2 separate regions of the Gossypium raimondii genome follow, and region 1 is linked to region 2. Evidence: chromatin contacts called from public Hi-C data. All regions are on one chromosome and are shown on one strand. The core of a region is the stretch at or near the end of the contact, and the rest is flanking DNA. Distances in the headings are between cores, read along the strand shown. Region 1 holds the start of LOC105783246 (diacylglycerol kinase 5). Region 2 holds the start of LOC105784503 (calcium-binding protein KRP1).

Evidence for each region. Hi-C and Micro-C count contacts between places; a contact is called where the count stands out from the background.
Region 1: a Hi-C map of leaf shows a contact between it and region 2, with 1.8 times the contacts expected there. The contact joins the promoter of LOC105783246 here to the promoter of LOC105784503 in region 2. A contact is called at or near these places in 2 of 2 Hi-C or Micro-C datasets (both in leaf).

What each region holds. Positions count from the first base shown.
Region 1 is chr13:8,776,291-8,781,807 of ASM2569854v1, forward strand. It overlaps LOC105783246 (diacylglycerol kinase 5), which reads left to right and starts at 1,868. Exons shown (of 13, transcript XM_012608582.2): 1 at 1,868-2,147; 2 at 2,807-3,013; 3 at 3,086-3,208; 4 at 3,359-3,487; 5 at 3,879-3,964; 6 at 4,712-4,835; 7 at 5,194-5,242. The coding sequence starts at 2,816.
Region 2 is chr13:8,542,642-8,548,368 of ASM2569854v1, forward strand. It overlaps LOC105784503 (calcium-binding protein KRP1), which reads left to right and starts at 1,429. Exons shown (of 1, transcript XM_012610402.2): 1 at 1,429-2,131. The coding sequence starts at 1,648. The coding sequence ends at 2,010.

The DNA of each region.
Region 1 (5,517 bases), core at 618-3,117, 230 kb after region 2:
TTTTATATACTAACTAAAATTATAACATAACTATCAAAATAATTTAACTGATACGAATTAATATTTTAAAAATAGTTAAATTTTGAACATTTTTCTTTAATTTTTTAAGAAAAGCACGAAAAGAAATTACTATAAAAAAACGATATATATGCATAATGGAAAACTGTAACCACCAAAACATAAATAATTGCGCATAATGAATTTATTTGACATTAAATAACAATAAAAACAATTAATTAAAGGGTTTGTATTTAGTATAGTAGTGTACTTTTTTATTTTACAAGCAACTGTAAAAATAATACAATGTGTTTTTTTAATATTTTATTATACTTCTATAAGACACTTGTCAATCCCTAATACACTAATAATAACAGTATACCAAATAACTTCCTTTAATTAAAATGTTTGTTAAAAACAATTGATTGTAATGTAATAATATAATTTATAATAGAGAAATTATTTGGTACAATAGTAAAATATTAAAAAATAAATATCACTTTTTAAAATTGTTTGTAAAATTAAAAAAAAAAATATATATATATATATATCAAATTCTCACACTTTATAATTTACTTAAAATATTTTCATTATTTAACTTTTAAATTTACCTTTAAAAAACCTTTTACGATTATATTTTATTATATTTTATTTAAATGACTCAAAATATCTCTATTTACTAAAATATAATGGATTCTGAAATATTTTATTATTTTTAGACATTATAATTATTATTCGAAAGTATAATGCATCCATAGTAATTTAAAAAACTACTCAGTAGTAATAATGTTTTTATAATTTTCGATTGACTTTTAGTTCGATTAGTATTGGTATTATTATCGGTGCAAGAGGTTATGGATTTGAATACATTGAAACGTATTGTCCTCCTATTTAAGAGTTGGGGATGAACTATAAGTAATTATAGATGTAAGGCATGAAGAGTTTTTTTTTTAAAGAATGTAAAATAAGTAAAAGAACAATATATATATATATATATTTATACATATAGATTTCAAACTACGGTTAGTGTCCACTTTTTTATCAGAAGTTTTGAAGTGTTGTTCTTTAAGATGTTGATTCGGGCTTTAAACAGTTGAGATATTGTTTTCAGGGTATTTATATTCGATTTTAGTCCTAAAATTTTGTCTCCTCCAAGAAGAGCCCAAAAGGGTTCATAAAATTTATCGGGAGAGCCTAAGACCCATTAAGAAAATATTTTATCATTTTGACCTTGATGAGATTTGAAGCCAAGCCTTTAAAAGGTCTTAGTGGATAAAAACACTACCAATAAAAGAGCTAATTCCCCCTTAACAAGCAACATGATTGAATTATTATGTGTGGATATTTTATGTTTTTCATAATTTAAAAGCTTGTTTGAAAACAAATATATCTTTTAACATTTACATTTTTGTTAATTTAACCCTTATTTTTTAGTTAAATTTAGTCATTAACTTTAAAAAAGTCAAATCATTTTATTTACAGAAATATTGACAAAGTATTAATTTTTAATGATATTAGCATGTTTACATGTACTTCATACTGATATGGTATTATTTTTATTAATATTTAATGCCAATAAATAATTTAAAAATTATAAAAATTAATAATTTGAAAAGTATATAAAAATTCAAAAACATTAATATAAAGTATACCTGAATTTTCATATTTAAAAATTTAACCTAATAATTTTTTTGAAAAATTGAAGATTAAATTCCACCATTTTTAAGCAATTGAGAGTTAAATTAAAAGAAGAAGAAGATATAATGGTTAAAAACCAAATTAATCATTAGGACTAAATAGAAAATGATGCTAAAAGGGAAAGTATTTTTCTAAAAGGGAATCATTGGATCAAGCATGGTAGACCCTACCAAAAAATTTTTGCCAAGTGCAATCTGTCGTCGGCATGGGTTATCGAAGTTTTTACTTCAACGAAGAATCATAGGGGCTGCTTGGCAACGACAGAAGAAGATTCATTTCCTTTTTACTTTCCCTCCACCACACGTTTTAACGCTTAGCCCTTCCAAATCTTGAAGATCCCTTGAAATTTCCTTCCGTTTCCTTAACGTCCACTGTTCTTCGCATTTGTCTACACTTTAGATTAAGAAAGGAAGTACGCTACGAAATCAGATCTCTGCTGATTCATTTTCCAGGTAACCCATAAATCTCGCTTCTTCTTCTCTCAATCAAAATTCAGCTTCTAATCACACCGATCTCTCCTCATTTCCTTGTTTCAAATTCAGCAAAGCTTATCGAATCTATCTTTTCACTCTTTGTTTGGTGTTGTAATTCTCAATTCTGCAACTGGGAGAAAGCCTTTCTAAGCTTCAGTTCAACAGTAACCAAATTCGGTTGAGTTCATTTTCCTTGAATCTTTGTTGTTTTACGTTTCATGTGTTTGTTAAAATGCCTGAATCCGAATCATATATCATAACGTAAATCCTTTTACTGTTTTGAATGATGATCTAAAGCGAGTTGACTTTTCTTTCTGTTTTGAACCCTTTTTTTTTCTTCTTATCCTTTTGTTATGGATAAATTGCTCGTGGTATAATTTACAAGTAAGCCGATATGGTATTATAAATCGCTTTGTTGTTGTTATTGTTGAGTGAATGAGCTGCTGGAAATAATTACTGCAGGGACTTAACATAAGAAACTTTATAGCTCTATTACTTATAATCAATCTTTTTCTTGGTTCATCTTGGTCTACTTTTAAAGTTCTTGTATATTATGTTTTTCAAATATTTGTTTTTATCCGCGGTAATTTTCTGTGGTACCTTGGTTTTGATGATCAGTGGTCATTTTCATAATACAGTTGGCAACAATGGCAGAATCTAAGTCGGACTCTGACTTTTTGAAGGAATTCTACATTCCTGCGTATATATTTAATGATGAAACAAAATTTTCTGATCTTCGTGATGTACCTGAGTTTCCAGTGCTTGTGTTTATCAACTCCAAAAGTGGTGGTCAATTGGGTGGTGATCTTCTTAATACATATAGAAGTGTCCTCAATGAGCATCAGGTACCATTACTCTTTCAGAATGCATGTTGGAAATATTTGATTTATGTCTAATCTTAGTGTGATTAATTTCAGATTTTCGATGTGGGGGAAGAGGCCCCTGATAAGGTGCTTCGCAGAGTTTACACCAGACTAGAAAAGCTGAAACAAGAAAAAGATGAATTTGCCACGAAGATTCATGAGAGATTAAGAATAATTGTAAGTCGAGCCTGATACTGTAAAATCTTACAGGTCTATATTTTTTTTCAGGCGGCTATAAATAACAGCGACCATCACTGCAGCTATTTTTAATTCAAATATTGTTATTTTATTTTGTTATTTATTCCTTACATCTAGATTGATATTTAGGTTGCTGGTGGTGATGGGACAGCTGGCTGGCTTCTGGGGGTTGTTTGTGATCTTAAATTGCCACATCCACCTCCAATTGCTACAGTTCCTCTGGGTACCGGAAACAATCTGCCTTTTTCATTTGGCTGGGTGAGAATTTACTTGCTTTTAGGTGTAAAATCAAGTGATAGGATGAGAGTTCAACTATCAAGATATGTTTTATTAATTAGAGCAATGAACTATTGGTCACGCTGTCAATTCCTTTTTTTGCTCAGAACGTACTTTTAATTGGCTTGGTAATATTTGGCGTATCCATCTCAGTTTCATTTCTTGTGTGTGAGCTGAACTAAGTTTATACACTTAGTCAAACAAATAATTAGAGCCCTCCCTTTCAGTAAATTTGTAATGTTAGCTGAAAATTCTTGCAATTATTGATTGACGCTATAGTAGGCAACATGAATCTGCTAGAAATCTCTATATCATGAATAATCTCCTTCAAATTTTACGAGCTATTGAGTATTTGTTCCACTGCTTTCTACAGGGAAAGAAGAATCCTGGGACTGATCGGAATTCTGTGCTGTCATTCTTGGAACAAGTAATGAAAGCAAAGGAAATGAAAATAGACAAGTAATGGTGTCATAACTCATAACTCCTCTCTTTCTCTCTCTCTCTCACACACTTGCACACACATTCTTGAGGTGTACTTGTAGACTGAGGAACTCCCTGATTTGGCATTGTATTTTGAATATCCAATTTCAATGAATTAGGACTTTGCCTCTTCTAACCTTTAGTTATACAATATACTCCACCTCTAGGTGGTTATTGTGTAAATGTTTACCAGAAGAACACATCTATCAATCCTCTGCAGTACTAATGTGCTAAGAAGTATGCAGTAGGGAAGAATCATTAACTATTAATGGTCAACCCTTCTGGTGTAACTTCTTAATGGAATTAGTTCTGGGAACCAAAAAATTAAATGGACTTTTTTGACAAAAGAAATCTTCTGGGACAGGTGTAAGATCTAAAAACAGAGTTCATTCCTATTTAACTACATCATCAAGAGAACATTCTTTTTCCTCTCTTTTGATTCCTTACACCATTTTCTCTATAATCTCTTTTAGAGAGGCCAAAACTTTAGAAGCATTTTCGCATCCTGTTCTCCTTAAATATCAAAGCCAAATTTAAAACTACATAACTGCATTATTTGATTCTTATCAGTTGTACGTCTCTATATGGATGACAATACTTATTTGTAAAGATCTTCTCCTTCCAACATACATTGAAATGATTTTTTCAATTAAATTATGGGGTTTACTAACATAAGGAACTGCAGCATAGTTCTGTCTTACTGATATATGCCTTTTTGTGGTTCAGTTGGCATATTCTCATGAGGATGAGAGCTCCAAAGGAAGGTCCATGTGATCCTATTCCACCTCTGGAACTACCACATTCTTTACATGCATTTGGTCGAGTCTCTTCAACAGATGAACTGAACATGGTGAGACATTCTACCATTACCTCCTTTGTCTTCTTAAGATCATTTCTTTTCATTAAGTGTATGTTTCTTTGCTATCAAGTATTTGTATATTTTTTAAACTTTCTAACTTGCCGTGAAAACGTTAAATACCTTTTCTGATTTCAAATGCCTTTTTTGGAAACGATAAATTCCCTTTTCTCTTTATACCATTGAATATTTTAGCACATAACTCTTCCTGGCACCTTTGGTCTAACTTCCAGTTCCAGTTATCATTTTTTACCTAATCCTCAAGTTTTATAAAAGAAATGCAATAGGTATAAAGAAGCATAACATATTTTGTATCGTATTGCATCCTTACATGGAAAGTATTGATCCTCAGGAAGGTTACCATACATTTCGTGGGGGATTCTGGAATTACTTCAGCATGGGTAAGTATTTTATGTTGCTAAAATAAAGCTATCAATCTTCTTACAGAGTGTGCTATTTATGACTGTGGATGCAGTACACATGTTTCCATATTGATACTTTAATGTACAATTGATTATACATTCTGCTATCATAAATTAACTTTCTTTTCCTTTTTTTTTTTTTTTACTTTCTGTTGCCTAATGGAATTTGAACAATCCAGTAAAGAATATATGATATTGTCAAAGATACGATTGAAGAAAAACTTTGACAAATTTAAGGTTTCCTTGTATGTCTT
Region 2 (5,727 bases), core at 179-2,678:
ATAATATATTTTTAATTGGTATAATAACATATTTAGCCCGTAATACTTGCATATTCTATCAAGTTGATCCTAAATCTAAATAATTTAATAATTTAACCCTTCACATTTACAAATTCTATTAATTTGATCCTCAAAGTTCCTAACTGAAGCTTTCACTTTTAGATTTGAGACATTCCACATCTATAAATTTGTAAAACCCCAAAAGAAAAAAAAACTTAATAAAATCTAGCAATAGGTACTAATTAATTTAATAAAATCTAGAATAATTAACATCAAAGTTGCAATTCTTCTTTATGAATGATCTGGCAGACAAAATAAAATCAATTAATAACCAAAATTCTATTTTTTTAGTTCTTCAAGCAGCAAAGAACCTATTTTTGAGGTAAGAATTAAATTGGGTAACCGTTAAATACAAGAAAAAGTAGAAATTTAAATGACCCAGAAACTAAAATTCATGTATAGTTCAATTCTCAATAAAACTCGTAAAGTATGTTATATTTGCACAGTTGGAGAAGTTCTTTTTTTTCTTTTTGGGGTTTTAGAATGCCTTTGTTGTCAAAGCTTTTCTGAAAGTTTTGGCTAGAAAGTGTAAGGATCAAATTGATAGAATTTGTAAATGCGAAGAGTTAAATTTATTGAATTATTTAGAATTAGGGCCAAATTGAATAAATATGTAAGTATTGATGACTAAATGCGTTATTAACCATTTACCCTATTATTACAAAGGCAATTTGCAAGGAAAAAAGAAAGATTCTCATGAATTTTGGTACATTGTCTCGCAAATTATTCTGAAGAAGAAAGTCCTTAAATTGCCCATGAAATCTCACAAAACACCCAATTTTGTCAAGGAAAGGAAGCCACCGACTGCTAATTTTACATGATAAGTTGTAACCAAATTATTTTTTAGCTTCTCCTGTTGAATCTTACTATTCAACCTCATAATTTTTTACAATTATTTTTTTATAAGATATTTTCTTAAATAAACAAAATAATCACATAACATACAGCAATTTCAAAAATAGAATCAAGTGGTAGTGATGGATTATCACTGTTCATCAAATCAAGTTTTGGTTTAATAGTAAAGGTGACGTTTTAGATACTCCAAATCCTGTTTCAATAAATTATATGTGACAAGTTTAATATTTATAATAGTAAGTCAGTAATAAAAAATATAGACATATTTCGATTAAAAAATGCCATAGGCTATAAAGTTAAAATTTAGTTTCTATTTTTTATATTTCAAAATTTAAGTCTAATTATTATATTTTTCATTTTTTGATTAAAAAATAACCTTATAATAAAATAAACTTGAATTTAATAAAATAAAAAATATAAGTTGGGTAATTGTATCTCCAAGTCAAAAGCAGAGAAGGCAAACATTAATAAAAAAGAAAAAGCGGGGGCAACAGCTTCTCCGAAACAGGGGCTGTATTTTCCAGCTCTACAAGAATCAGCTGATCCGCCATAAAGATTTCTTGTTCCTTTGCTGTCATACATAGGGAAAACATGACCCCCTCCTTTCCAAGAAAAAACCTCCTTACCTCATCCATCTTCTCCCTCCTATTTATAAATTCCCCAGTGCATCTCAACATTCATACAAACTTTTAAATTTCTTTGAAAAACATCGTCTATTGTCATTAGGATTCGATGGCAGGGATTGGTAAAACGGCTCCAGATTTCGAGGACTTATTGCCGGCGATGGCGGAGAAGCTGGGGGGAGACGGGCTGATGAGGGAGTTGTGTAATGGGTTCAAGCTGTTGATGGACGAGGAGACAGGGGTGATCACTGCGGCGAGCTTGAAGAGGAACGCTGCCGTGCTGGGGTTGCAAGATTTGAGAGACGATGAGCTGGCGAGCATGGTAAGGGAAGGTGATCTCGACGGCGATGGGGCTCTCAGTGAAATGGAATTTTGTGTGTTGATGTTCAGATTAAGCCCTGGGTTGATGGAAGAGTCCCGATTATTGCTGGAAGAGATGCTTGAAGACCAGCTCAAAACTGCTGGATTCTAACATCGTCTTATGTTGTTTCGACCCTTTTATTACTCATACATGACAATAGGGTACTACAATACTCAATTAATATTTCATTAGAGTTTTTTTTTTCTATTTAATACAATATTTTTTAATACCACCACACATCCTCAAAAGTTGGCTCAAAATTTTAAATTGTTTATGAATTTTATTTTGGGTTAAATATAAAATTTGTATTCAAACTTATCTACTTTTTTTAGATTAGTATTTATGGTTTTTTTTTTTAAATTGATATCCAAATTTTCTTTTCGTCCACTATATTAGTACATGAGACTAACAATATTAAATTTTTACTAGCATGACAACGCTGGGTAATTACGCTCCACCATATGACGTCCTCATGTGCCTCTTTATCTTTTTGTTTTTATTACTTTATTTTATTTTCCCTCTTTACTTTTTTCCTTCCATCAAAAACTCAAAAATTTCCCTAACTTTCTCACCCTCCAATCAATTCTAAATTGAAAAGTTTTATTAATTTATCAAATTGTTGAACCAATACCAAAAAAAAAAAAAATGCAGTCAATTCATTTCACTTGAACAATTTCTATCTATGTTTATTTTTCAGAAAATAACACTAGCCTAATACAAACCAGCCCATTATGTGAAGCCACTCTACAAACAGGAACAAATGATGAGAAACCTTTGGATTGAAGGAATTCGTAGGCAATTTACCCTTAAGGGCCTTTTCTCTCTCATTCATCTTATTCTTTAAGTGAAATCTACCTATATTTACCATAAGCATAAGAGATGCCTCTTAAACTCACGCTTATTTTGCAAAGATACGAAAACGTATGAGCTCATTTCACCTTCTTCGAAGAAGATGTCCAAATCCAATTGGGAAGTATCTCACTGAAAATATACAACAAACTTATCCAAAGGTTGGCTTATTTCTCTAGGCCTAAACCCTCGTCTATTATTTTAAATGGTTCGAACAAGAATGTGAGATTTAGAAAATAGGCTTGGGGAGAAATTTTATCTTAATTTTTAAAAGAGTTAGGCCTTGAAAAAGAAAACAATACAAGAGCCTTCACAAACTATCGACCTTTTTTGATAAAAGAAGTAATTTCAGCATTAATTTCTGCATTACTATATGACGAAGCTGCGACAGAAAGGGGTCTCCTCGTAAGGCAGGCTGGTTGTTTAGGTATGGGAAGCGTTGAACCTTGGATACCACCAAGTATTAAAACAACATCCCCCATGGTGGATCGCTCACTGAGATCTTCCTGCATGCATAATATATCCCAACATTGACACACGTCATAAATTCGGTTCCATTACAACTTGACCCTACTCTCTCGTATGCCCTGCCTTCTTTCCACAGTCTCCATCCCTAAAACTAAATAATCAAAATTGCAATGCTTTGGCAGTGACATAGGGATAAGGAAACTAGTACTTTTTTAAATAATCTCTACTTACATAACCAACTAGGCTTGGGGCATCATCTTCCACCTGATAGAATCTCATGTTTCTTTTTTCCGCTAAGTGCATCATTATGCCAAAGCTAAAAACATTAGATTTTACTGAGAAAAGTCCATCTAATACATATTCTGGCGCCATATATCCATAGCATGTTATAACACTTATTATTATGATTAGAAACATATACAAATTTTAGTCGCTCTAAACATGAAATTCTGCAGTTAACTCACTGTGTTTCAATTACTCTTACTATGTTTGCTTCGGTTTGTTTTCCTTGGTGTTGGAACATTTTCAAATATATATAGTGTTGCAATAGTTGCAAATGAAAAGTTATAAGTAGCTAAAACTCATGTCACATGGTTATTAACCAAAAGTTTTCACTATTTCCAGTGATGAATTATGTCTCTTAAATCTAAAAGTTATGTCACTTGATTATTAACAAATAGTCATAATTATTCAATAGATATTTCCTTGAATAATTGTGTTTATTGCAAAATATACGACTATCCAATTGGGTAGTTATGTCCCTATGAAGAGACACGAAGCATCCTATAAATAGGAGTGAAATTTCATTTGTATGATACACCAAAAAACATAGAAACAAAGTTTCTTTCTATTCTTCCATCATATTTTATATTCCTAGATTTTTCTATACAGAATTATTGCTGAAATTCTTTATAGAAATTAATATCCTTGCTATGCTCCACTATGTGTTTAGTAGACTATTTCTATTAGTGCAAAACGTAAACAACAATTGGGCTCGTTATATCCTCGAGGTTCATTTACCAGTAAATCTTTTGCACGCCATAATATAGGTAGGGTGAATAGAACCTTAAATTGAAGCCTTCGTTAATTTATCATATATTCATTTTTATTCCCACCGTTGAAGCTTTCGTTAATTTCTCATAAATTTATTTTTGTCCCCACACCAACAATTTTAAGGTTCTAATTTTGCAATTTATGATAAATTAAAGAAGGCTTGTCTGTTCACCGCGCATTCACATGCCACTACAAATATGGTACTATAAGGATGGATATTGGCAATTGTGATTGCATCAAGGTTAGTGATTTTGTGAAATTTTGATTTAGAAGAAATCTTTATCGCAAGAAAAGGTATATCAAATTTATTGTTTTACTCTTATTGCATGATTTAGATTTCAAGTGTTATGTGTTTATTGAATTTCATTATGCAAAAGATGTGGTTGTCTCTTGCATCAATTACTTGAAAAAAATAATCAAATGCTAGTTCATTGTATGCATGACCTTTTAAGATGCATGATTATTATTGGCATAAAATTATATAATATATATTATATATCATGCTAGAAAGAAGAAAGATGGATGGAATGAAAATGCACGGTTGGGAAAAGATCTATTAATGGATCGAAATAATACTTTTAGTTTGAATGGTGATGACATTATTCTAATATTAGTTGAACAATCTTCTATCCAATAGAAGCATTATGACCATTCGAGAGAGCTTTCCCAAACCAAAAAGTTGTGTTATTGAATCCAATGATTACTTTCAAAATGTTGGGTTGAAATGATTTCCTGGAATAAAAAAAAAGACTGCAACTTGAAAAGTGATATCGTTTTAAAGAGTCATTTAGGCACCTGTTGGTGCATTATAAATAGACAATAAATTTGGAGAATTGAAATTTAATTTGTTCCATCCAATTTGTCAGTGAAATTTTTAGTACAAAAGCATTCTTTCTTTTTTATGACATATATTTAATTTGAGTTATGAAGTTATTTATTTATTTAAATCATGATATTAATAACTATCATTTGGATGTTATTGATGAGACATCGGTTTCATTGCTAAAATGAAAGTTTGTAGTTTATCATATAATATAAATAATTTGGTTGTTGTTTTGTTAAATAACCTTAAATTAAATTAATTTTATATATGATTTCACATTTTCTTATTCTATGTTATAAAGTTTGGACTAGAAGTGGTTTTAACTAGAAATTAAATAAGTCATAAGCATATTTTTCTAGTCAATGTAGAATAGTGGAAAACATTGACTTATAAAATAAGATTACTATTCGGTATGAAATCTTCTAATGAGAATATATAACATGATAATCATATATTTGAAATCGAGACCATCTGTGCATATTTACAATGGTGCATGTCGTTTTTATATATGGCTTGGATATGATCTACAATCTTGTGGTTCTTTAAAATTTTGAGATTTAGTAAATTTTGAAATTTACTTTGGAAGCCATGAATCAAAAATCTCGTGAGTATGGAAATAATAATATGAATGCTAT